Linked DNA regions of Zea mays: region 2 is linked to region 1. A link is a contact called in public Hi-C data. All regions are on one chromosome and are shown on one strand. Each heading gives the region's core, a stretch centred on a gene start, on an enhancer-like site or on the middle of the called end of the contact. The rest is flanking DNA. Distances are from core to core; before and after follow the strand shown.

Region 1 (4,532 bases), core at 1,297-3,796:
AAACTGGTGGCATGAGCATAAAGTAACCTTTCCTGTTCTCTCAATATTAGCTAGAGATGTTATTTCAGTTCCTGTTTCAACAGTATCTTCCAAGTCTGCTTTCAGTCTTTGTGGCAGGATCATCGAGAAACGACGGCGGCGATTAGCCCCAGAGATGGTTGAGATGCTCCTTTGCATTAAGGACTGGGAGCTAGGTGATGCAAGAACTCAACACTCTGCCCAGAATAAAGAATTAGAAGATGCATTTGAGGGACTATATCTTGATGAGGTGGAGCAACCTAAGACTTAGGGTCTTAGGACTGTATCTGTATCTTCATGTTTCATCTATGTAATATGTAGTCCTCAACAACGAACAATATATATGAGCTAGGACTGTACTCTTTTCTTTTCTAGGGTTTTCTCATGAGGTGTGAGTTTTTACCTAGAAAGGTTTTTAACGAGACAGTCATTGCACAAACAGCTCTTTTAAGTATAACTAGTCGGTTGCCCGTGCGTTGCGACGGCTCACAATAATACCCACATAAACTATCCACCAAAAAGATCTCAAGGTTCTTTATTGACTGTCTCCGCTCTTCACATAATATTTTTTATGAACGCACGTGTACCATAGGTAGTAAATCAGAGACTCCATCCCTCGCCTCCCCCCACTTCCAAGGTTTCATAGAGCAGGAGGGGAAGGGAAGAGGCGGGCATACCTGTTCGTTGCCGGAGAAGGACACGATGAAGACCTGGGCATCTGGAGGCGACATAGGTAGTATACCGCTAGATACATATAAGGAGAGAGCACGCAAGTGGGGAAAGAAGCCTAGCCGGAGCAGCTCCAAACTGAGAGGCACCCGCACCAGGCACCAGTCCGAGAAGGGCGAGAGAATGCGAGTATCTTCCCAACCCTGGACCCGCCGAAGCGACACACCACCACCACCAACTCCATAGCATATGTCGACTGCTGCCACGGGACGAGCCTTGGTTGTCCAGTATCTCAGACCTGGACTCCTCATCGCCAAGATAACCTAAACGTGGCAGGCGCCACCATGTCCTCCTCGACGGCACACACAGAGAAAGGCCAGGAGCATGACGAAGGTCAACGAGCATTGGTCGGCTCGCGGCTGTGACCGTGGGCGAGGGCAGCAGGTCGGGGAGGAAGAACAGGACGAAGACTGGGAAGACGAACAGGACGTCCGACAACGACGAAAATGATGGTGCACACATAACGTGAAACGTCCTCGTGGACATGGAATAGCCACTGCGCGAGTCGGTGTCGGGGTTGGTGTCAGACGAATACGGGGAGGAGGCGCTTGCTCCTACGCCCTCTGCCGAGAATGGGGTGGTGCGGAGGTAGAGGCATGAGGGGAGAGAGAAAAGAAACAGGATGGTGAACGAGGTGGTGGCAACTGAGGCGAGGACCATCTTTATTGTGCAGAGGTATAGATAGCCAAATGGGCTGTGTCTAGCGAGCCGGCCCGAGGCACGACCCATTTAATAGTGTCTGGTCCAACCCTGCACGAGCGTCGTGCAGTGCTTGGGCCGTGGCCTCGGCCCGTAGTGCTGGCCCGACATGATTATTTTTTTATTTTACAAAAAAATCATATATACATATGCACAATTTATATTCAATATTATAAACACTTGAACATGATGTTATACTGGTTAGATAGCTTCGCTCAGTGTCTCTCGCCTTTTTTCTCTTAGGGTGTGGGTTCAAACCCCACCTCCTGCACGGTGATTTAACCAAATGGCCCGACGGGCTGGCTTGACGCCTTTTTTCTCTTAGGGTGTGGGTTCAAACCCCACCTCCTGCACTATTATTTAACATTTTACACTGATTTAACCAAATACTTTACGGTGATTTAACCAAATGGCCCGACGGGCTGGCTTGACACGGTCAGTAGGCTAGTGTGTCGGTGTCGGGCCTAGCGGGCCCGTCTGTTCGTCGTTTGCAGAGGTGATGTGTGTCTGCGCCTGCCGTCGTGCCAGCTCTCCAGTGCGACATCTCATCATCTGTTGTGGCGGCAGCGCCGCGCCGCCGCGGACGGTGGCTTCCGAGCCCAGTAGCTGGTACTCGGCCGCGCACAAGTAAAAATACCATATAGATGCATGCTTGAGGTTTTCTTTTTAAATTTAGGCTAATTTTTAGATTTTCAACATTTGTTTAAAGGAGTTGTTGAGTATACACGTTAAGAGCACCTCTAAGGGGTGAATTTGGGAGCCACAAAACTAGAGTAGATTGGAGGAAGAATCATGGGATAAGAAGCGGATTATTGCACTAAATATTTTAGCTGGCCCTAATAATCATTTTTAGAGGAGATATTTTAGCATGCTTTTGGAGCTTACAAAGGCATCAACGCGGATCACCAAAAACATTAGGAATTTGTTGTTGCACCTAGCCACCTACCACACCCAACAAGAAAAGGGGAGCGGTTTTGCAAAACTGCAAATAACCGAGTACCTCACAAGAAAAACGCACCCACGTTTCCGCCACCAATAACTCCACCAACTAAAAACAGCGAGCCAGCTCCGCTTCCTTCCGAATCAGCAATCCGTGCCACCTGTTTCCGCATTCCGCCATTCCGCCTTCTGCTGCTGGGGTTTTAGACAAAAATCACTCGTCCCATTTCTCGCGTCCCCAGGCCACGGTCGCGAGCAAGGCTACCCCACTGTCTCGATCCACCGATTTCCCTCCCTCTTCTGTGCCTCCACGGATCTTCTCGTTGTGGAAGCGGAGGCGGACGCTGGAGGCGTCTCGGCGCGAGGATTTGCGAGCTGCTGCGGTGGTGGGAAATGAGGATCTGCGAATCGGGAGACGGTGACGACGTTGCGGGCCTGGTGTTTCAGCAAGAGCAGCAGGAGGAGGTCCAGGCGAGCGGCGAGCTCGTACGGCTTAAGGCGAAGCACGCGCTCGTCGGCGCCGGCGCGAGGGTGCTGTTCTACCCGACGCTGCTCTACAACGTCTTGCGCAACCGGTTCGAGGCGGACTTCCGGTGGTGGGATCGCGTCGACCAGGTACTGGCCCTTCCTTGCTTTGTTCTGCGTGGATTGTGTGGTTTGTTGTATTCCGGATGGTATTGTACGTTCTGATTTAATTTGCTCGTAAGTGGTAGTGATGTGCTTATTGACTTATTCCTGTGGCTGAGTTCAGTACTGTTAATGTTGGATTTCTCATGCTCGGATAGTCGGTGTTTTATCAGTTTTTCCCTATGAAGTTATGCACTTGCTAGTGAGTTCTACGCAGGGATTGGCTTTGCTTTGTTACCTCGTTTGTGCTTAAGAGTGACTTTTACTCAGCAGAAGGGAAATATATCGCCCAACAAAGTTCGTTTATGTTTAAGAGTGACTTCTACTCAGCAGCGAGGAAATATATCATCTCATAGCCTCATTGCCCCCCTGTGAGCAGTGATTGTTCACGTGCTTGCTTTTGTCAGACGTTCCGACTCTAACCCAGTGTGACTTGTGAGAAGGCTGAGGGGGGTCCCCCCCGTCCTACGTTTTTTCTTGTGAAAAACGATTTGATTCCTGTAAAATTCCTGCCCTCCAAAGGGGACTTAGTATTTGGTATATCATTTAGCACCAAGGATGAATAGTCACAAGCCTAGGGCCCTGGAATCCTGGATCGTTGCCTTCACAAGAGTACCAAACTGCAAATCTTGAGTCCTTGACTGGTGTTATTAGTTGTTTCGTTTTTCTTCAGTCTTCGCACAACCTAGTATTGTAAATTTCTAATTATGTATCAGAATGTGCACTCTGAAATGCCTCTGTCTAATCTTTTTTCTGATGTACATCCAGTTTATTTTGCTGGGCGCTGTTCCTTTCCCAAGTGATGTTCCACGGTTGAAGCAGCTTGGAGTTCAAGGGGTTGTAACGTTGAATGAACCTTATGAAACTCTTGTCCCAACATCTTTATACCAGGTACTATTCCATCTTATGCTAGTTATGTGACTCCATTTGCGTTTAAAATTAGAGTTATCATGTTAGAACTCTGGGCTCCATTATCTACTTATTTTGAGATTCTGCACTGGCCAAGGCTATCCTTTTGCATGTATATTATGTTGGTTCAGAGTTCAGGGGACTCAATTGAACTCTTGTGCATATGCAATGCGAAAACATGTATAAATAACAATTTCTCTTACCAGGCTAATGAGATTGAGCACCTGGTAATTCCAACAAGAGATTACCTCTTTGCACCTTCATTCGAGGATATTTCTCAAGCCATAGATTTCATCCATCGTAAGTTCTTGCCCTTTCTTGTTTATTTTTAAGGGAATAAGTACACGATAGCAAATTCACACCTTTTCCTGAAACATAACCCCAGCGCTGATCAGTTTTCTATTATTTTATTTTCGTTGCATCCGTGGTACCTTTTGTTATGTATTTCCCCCAAAGAGCAACCGTTGAATTATAGGTAGGAGAGTTTATTGTGGTTGACTCAAAAACTTAGGGAAGCAAAGCAGGTAGCAGTTAACTCAGAAAAGGAAAGCTGGTTATTATTTTGATCACTGGTCAACTAATGTTTATGTTATTAGGTATGCATGGCCAAT
Region 2 (4,940 bases), core at 745-3,244, 160 kb before region 1:
TGGTGAACGAGCATAGAAAGTTCAGTTTGATAGATTAGATTGCACAACTAGAATATGATTAGATGTTATCAGAAAGAAGCAGAAAAGTCAAAGAAAGAAATCCTCACTTGACAGTTGAATACGCAGGATGATCTTGCAGAGGATTAGGAAAAGTCTGCCATGAAAATCAAACAGGGAAACTATTAGATTAACCCTTATGATGTCACCTCGAAAACGACTTCATTTTAACTTGAACTTAAACCAAAAATAGAAAAGTAAACAGGTGAAATGCCATGTTTCCTGTGAATTTGACACGTAGATGATTGAGATCAGCGAGGACATGTTGCCAATTAATATAAGTAATTCGACATGTTGCCAACTAGTACAAGCAATTCCTTCCAGAACCATGGAAACAAGAAATCTAACAAAAGAACATAATAACACAAAGTCATAGACGCAAGGACACATGAGATCCACACAACAGTCTCAATTTTGATAGGAGTCTAGGAGACGCTTAATATTGCATTTTTGTCATATCATAGTAGTACCCCTGCTAACGAGCAGTCACGCTGAAGCCTGACAAGAGTCAGGAAACTGCCACATCATACAATTATTTGAAACTGCAGCTCGAGCCTCGACTAATCCCTAGACATCATCAAATACTGTCTTCGTCCCCGAATATAAGGCGCAATTTTACATGGCGTTTAACCTATAATTTCTCTTATAATATACTATAGTTTATAGAAATAAAAATTTGATTGTTAGGAAGTATTTCTAAATACAAATATAATCTAACACAACTACTTTCGTAATCGAAAGTGATTCACGCTTTCATAATGCAAACCTTTGATATAATTAAGGCTAATTCTTAGTCAAAGATAAGTAGGTTTGAATTTTGAAATAAGTGTGTGCCTTATATTCGGGGACAGAGGGGGACGGAGGGAGTAAAACCACCGCCCCATAACAGAGAAACTTCACGACTTTTTTGAAATGGTGCCGAAGCTGACTCTGGATGTTTGAGACTGCTCCAGAAAATTTGGTGAAATTGATGGATCAGATTATTAGGTGCTCTAAAAGATCGTACAACTCGAGTTGTGAGCCTAGATAAATCATTTTGTTTATCATTTAGATTAAAAAATAAACTATTTAAATTTATATTATAAACTGCCGCTCCACAGCTGCAAGCTGCAGCAGTCCCAGATCCTTATTCGACATCTCAAGCCTAAAACGATCCCCAATTCCATCATTGTAATCATGGTATTAGCATTTTTCATCGAGGAACAACAGATCGGGTAATGGGAGCAACCAGAAGGCACGGGAGGGGGGTTGCGACGCTCACGGGGAGGTCCGGGAGGTAGTCGGTGAGGTGCGGGACGTCGTCGAGCACGTATCCGTAGTCGCCCTCCTCGAGCTTGACGAAGGCGGCGTCATCATCGTGGAGTGTCATGGTCGACGCGTTCCGCAGCGCGCGGAGGTTCGGGTACGAGTCGCGGGAGATCCGGACGCACGTTGCCGAGAACGGCAGCGCCGCCTTCCCGGGCCCCTGCTCCTGGTACGGCCGGTGGTCGTGGTCCGCCTCCACCGCCGCTCCCAACCCGACCTCCGCCACCGCTGCCGCAGCCGCCTCCTCCTCCTCCTCCTTGGGCAGGATGATGTGGGACGACGCCATGGCAGAACTCCGAAGCCTCGCTGCCGAGCTCCACTGCTCGTGGGCGTGTGGATCTCCCGCGGGTGGTAGGAAAATGGTTTCCACTCCGGAAGCCGACGGGGAAGAAAGAACTAAAAGAAGCGTGGGTTTAAAATAGTCGGCGAGGGGCGAAGCGTGGAGAAGAGGAAAGGGAGAAGGGAATGGTCTGGAGTTCTGGAGGGAAGGGTGGTTTCCGGTTTGATGTGATGGTTTCCGGTGTCCGCGAGAGGGGAGGGTGGCGGTGACGCCGGCCGGCGTTGCTGATGATGTCTGCCCGTGATTTTCTTCTTCGGGGTGATTGTTTATGGGGTTGACTGGTTTTTGGATTTTGTATAGATTATGTATATAGCCTTTAAATAGATGGATGATCGGGTACCTTGTTTAACCGAATTTCGCTGTCTGCTGTGCGTCTGTCGTCTATAGAAGGTCTCACTAAATATAACCGGCATTTGTTGTGTTTTATCGTTTCTTTTTGATAGGTCAATGAACCAAATCTTTAATATCTGTATGTTAATATATATCTTATATTTGCAAAAAAAAACTCGCTATTATGCCTATCTCTTTATATATAATCCATCTATACTAGGAGTCCACTAGCCCGTATAATCATGATAGTTATCATCTTGACTAGCATTTCTATTTTTCCATGTAATCTATTTGCATCCCACTACCATTTATAATTATAGTAGTTTATTTTCTTAGTCAAGCTATTTAGAGCAACTCTAAAAGGGTCTCTATTCTTCCTAGCGGGTATAAATAAAGATTTAAAAAATAAATATACATATTTCAACAACTTATTAAAATGGTTGTTTAAATATGGTCGTATTCTATTCTGATTTTCTAGCTAGACATAATAGAAAGCTCTCCGAAGTGGAAATAAGATATTAAAAAAATTGTTGGGGATTGGGAATTTATAGAAAGTGGCTGTTATACATATGACTCTCCAAATAATAATTTAGAAAGTGAAATTTAGAAAAAATATTAGAAATACTCTTGCGTTATCCAGTATTAAACATGTATTTTAGTTGTTTACGCTAGTATCTTTCTGATTAATTAAAAAGAGAAGAAAATATCATATTCACGTCCTCCCTGGAAATCCATATTGCCCGAGTTAGATATTATTCTGCACATTCAAAATATTCCATATGATTCCAAGTACAAGCCGTTGTTTGAAAAAAAAGGGCATCTTCTTTGCTCATATCTATTACTCTCTCTTGTTTTAAAATAGTATTTATTTTAGCTTTTGATTTTTATATCTATATTTAATTAATGTGATGATGATTGTACGCTAAATATTATATGAACCGACTAAAAAGTCAAAACTATTTTATTTTGAGACAGAGAGAAGGCACAAAGGTCGTTCGTTGGATCCATTGGCAAAGAAGAAATCGTTTGATCCATTCGGGAAAAAAAATGTCGTTTGATATCGGAAGAATATCGTTCGATAGCGGATCGCGTGGATTGGCCGGTAGTTGCCTGCCACTCGCCGCCGGCTCGCGCATCTCGGCACGTGGCTGCGCGACTCCTTTTCACTTTCAGAAATGGACGGCGCGCGTAGCAGAAGAACTCAGAAGTAAACAAGGCGCAGGTGCATGGGCAGCACCACGAGCCGTGTGAAGCATACGACGACCACGGTCAGGGCTGATTTGGTGATTAGGGATCCCTAGGGGATCAATGGGAGAGGAATCCCCTTGCAATTCAATTTTGAATAGCAAGAGGATTTCTTCCCCTCGGGATCCCCGGTCACCAAATCAGCTCAAGGATCAGGGGTCCATTCCCGGTGGCCAGAAGCCCCGAACACGCGACGAACTAGGACTGGACGTTCGAGTTTACCCGAAATTTCAGGTCGGGTTTTTTGGGTTTTTTATATTTCGGGTTTCCAACAGTAGAACCCGTACTCGTACCTAAACTTTTAGGTACCCGCAATTTCGGATACCCGTAATTTCGGGTTTGGGTTTGGGTAAAATTCGGGTACCCGCTATTATAAATCATACACAACAGAAATTAAACTGCTATTGTTACATAAATTTTAAACTGAGACAAAGTACTATTGTTACATAAATTTTAACTAAGATCCACGGAAGATCCACGGAAGGTAATCATTAAGTAAACTGCTACTGTTCCAAAGCAACGCAACATAAATTAAACTCCAACAGCTTTGTGCTAACTGCTAACAGCCAACACCCAACAGTTCATATGGCCAACGATTTATCTTGGGACTGCCACTGGTGATGGCCGACTGCGCGCGCGGTGCCGCGGTGCGCCGGTGCTGCTGCCCCTGCTGCCTGCTGGAGAGTGCTACGCGCCTGGGACTGGGAGCCTGGAGTGCCGCGGTGCGCGCGGTGCAGCCTGGAGTGCCGCGGAGTGCCTGCTGGAGTGCGCGCGCGGTGCCGCGGTGCCTGCTGGAGTGCGCGCGCGGTGCCGCGGTGCCGCCGGGGAGCCTGGGACTGCCTGCTGGAGTGCTGCGATGTCGTGGAGCCTTGGACCTTGGTTGCTGCTTGCTGGCCTGCTGGGAGCCTAGGAGGAGGAGGACGCCGTCGGCCGCGCTGGGAGCTAGGGTTTCGACTTGCCTGGGACTGGGACTGGGACTCTGGGAGGACCGGACCGCCTGGGGCTGGGACAGGGAGTAGGCACTGCGTTGTTGGGCTTGGGCTGCCTAGCGGCTAGCGCTCAGCCTGGCCCGTGGCGGCGTGCTGCCTAATTTCGGGTAATGGGTACTTCGGGTACCGTCGGTGAATACCCGATTAAGCTCAAACTTAGTTCGGGTATTCAATTTTGTTACCCGTTGGAATTGTTCGGGTAACGGGTATCGGGCTAAACGGGTACGGGTTCGGGTATTTTGGGTAACGGGCTTCGGGCTCGGGTTTTATGCCCAGTACTACGACGAACTGCGTTGCAATCCACGCCCGTTTAGGTGCAGCCGACGACAACGACAACGAATGGTCGAAGGTCCATCTCACGCGGTCAGGAAAAAGCAGGGAGCCGTCTGTAACAGAGAGTAGATACGTGGAGAAGGGGCAATAAGGAAGAAGGAGATAGGGCAGGGACAGAGGAGGATTTGTATTTCTGAAGGTTCAAAACTTGCTTACAGACTCCTGTTCGGCTGGGATATTTATTTCCCGAGTCCACGCACGCACCAGAGTTCACGCAGGAACTCACACACCGCCCCATGGGCCGCACAGCGCTCACGCAGGAGCGTTACACCTGCCACTCTGGGCCGCACACACGCATGTTGGGCCTCCGCATGCGCTTGATAGTCTTCTGCTCCTCTAGG

The links. Hi-C and Micro-C count contacts between places; a contact is called where the count stands out from the background.
Region 2: a Hi-C map of leaf shows a contact between it and region 1, with 7 times the contacts expected there. The contact joins the promoter of LOC100281464 here to the promoter of LOC100282515 in region 1. A contact is called at or near these places in 13 of 25 Hi-C or Micro-C datasets (bundle sheath, ear, endosperm and 5 more) and 1 of 3 datasets of contacts at active chromatin or transcription factors (leaf).

The regions. Positions count from the first base shown.
Region 1 is chr3:204,841,878-204,846,409 of Zm-B73-REFERENCE-NAM-5.0, reverse strand. LOC100282515 reads left to right here and starts at 2,546. Exons shown (of 6, transcript NM_001361151.1): 1 at 2,546-3,000; 2 at 3,781-3,903; 3 at 4,128-4,221. The coding sequence starts at 2,779.
Region 2 is chr3:205,003,765-205,008,704 of Zm-B73-REFERENCE-NAM-5.0, reverse strand. LOC100281464 (6-phosphofructokinase) reads right to left here and starts at 1,994. Exons shown (of 15, transcript NM_001361342.1): 1 at 1,319-1,994; 2 at 108-154. The coding sequence starts at 1,648.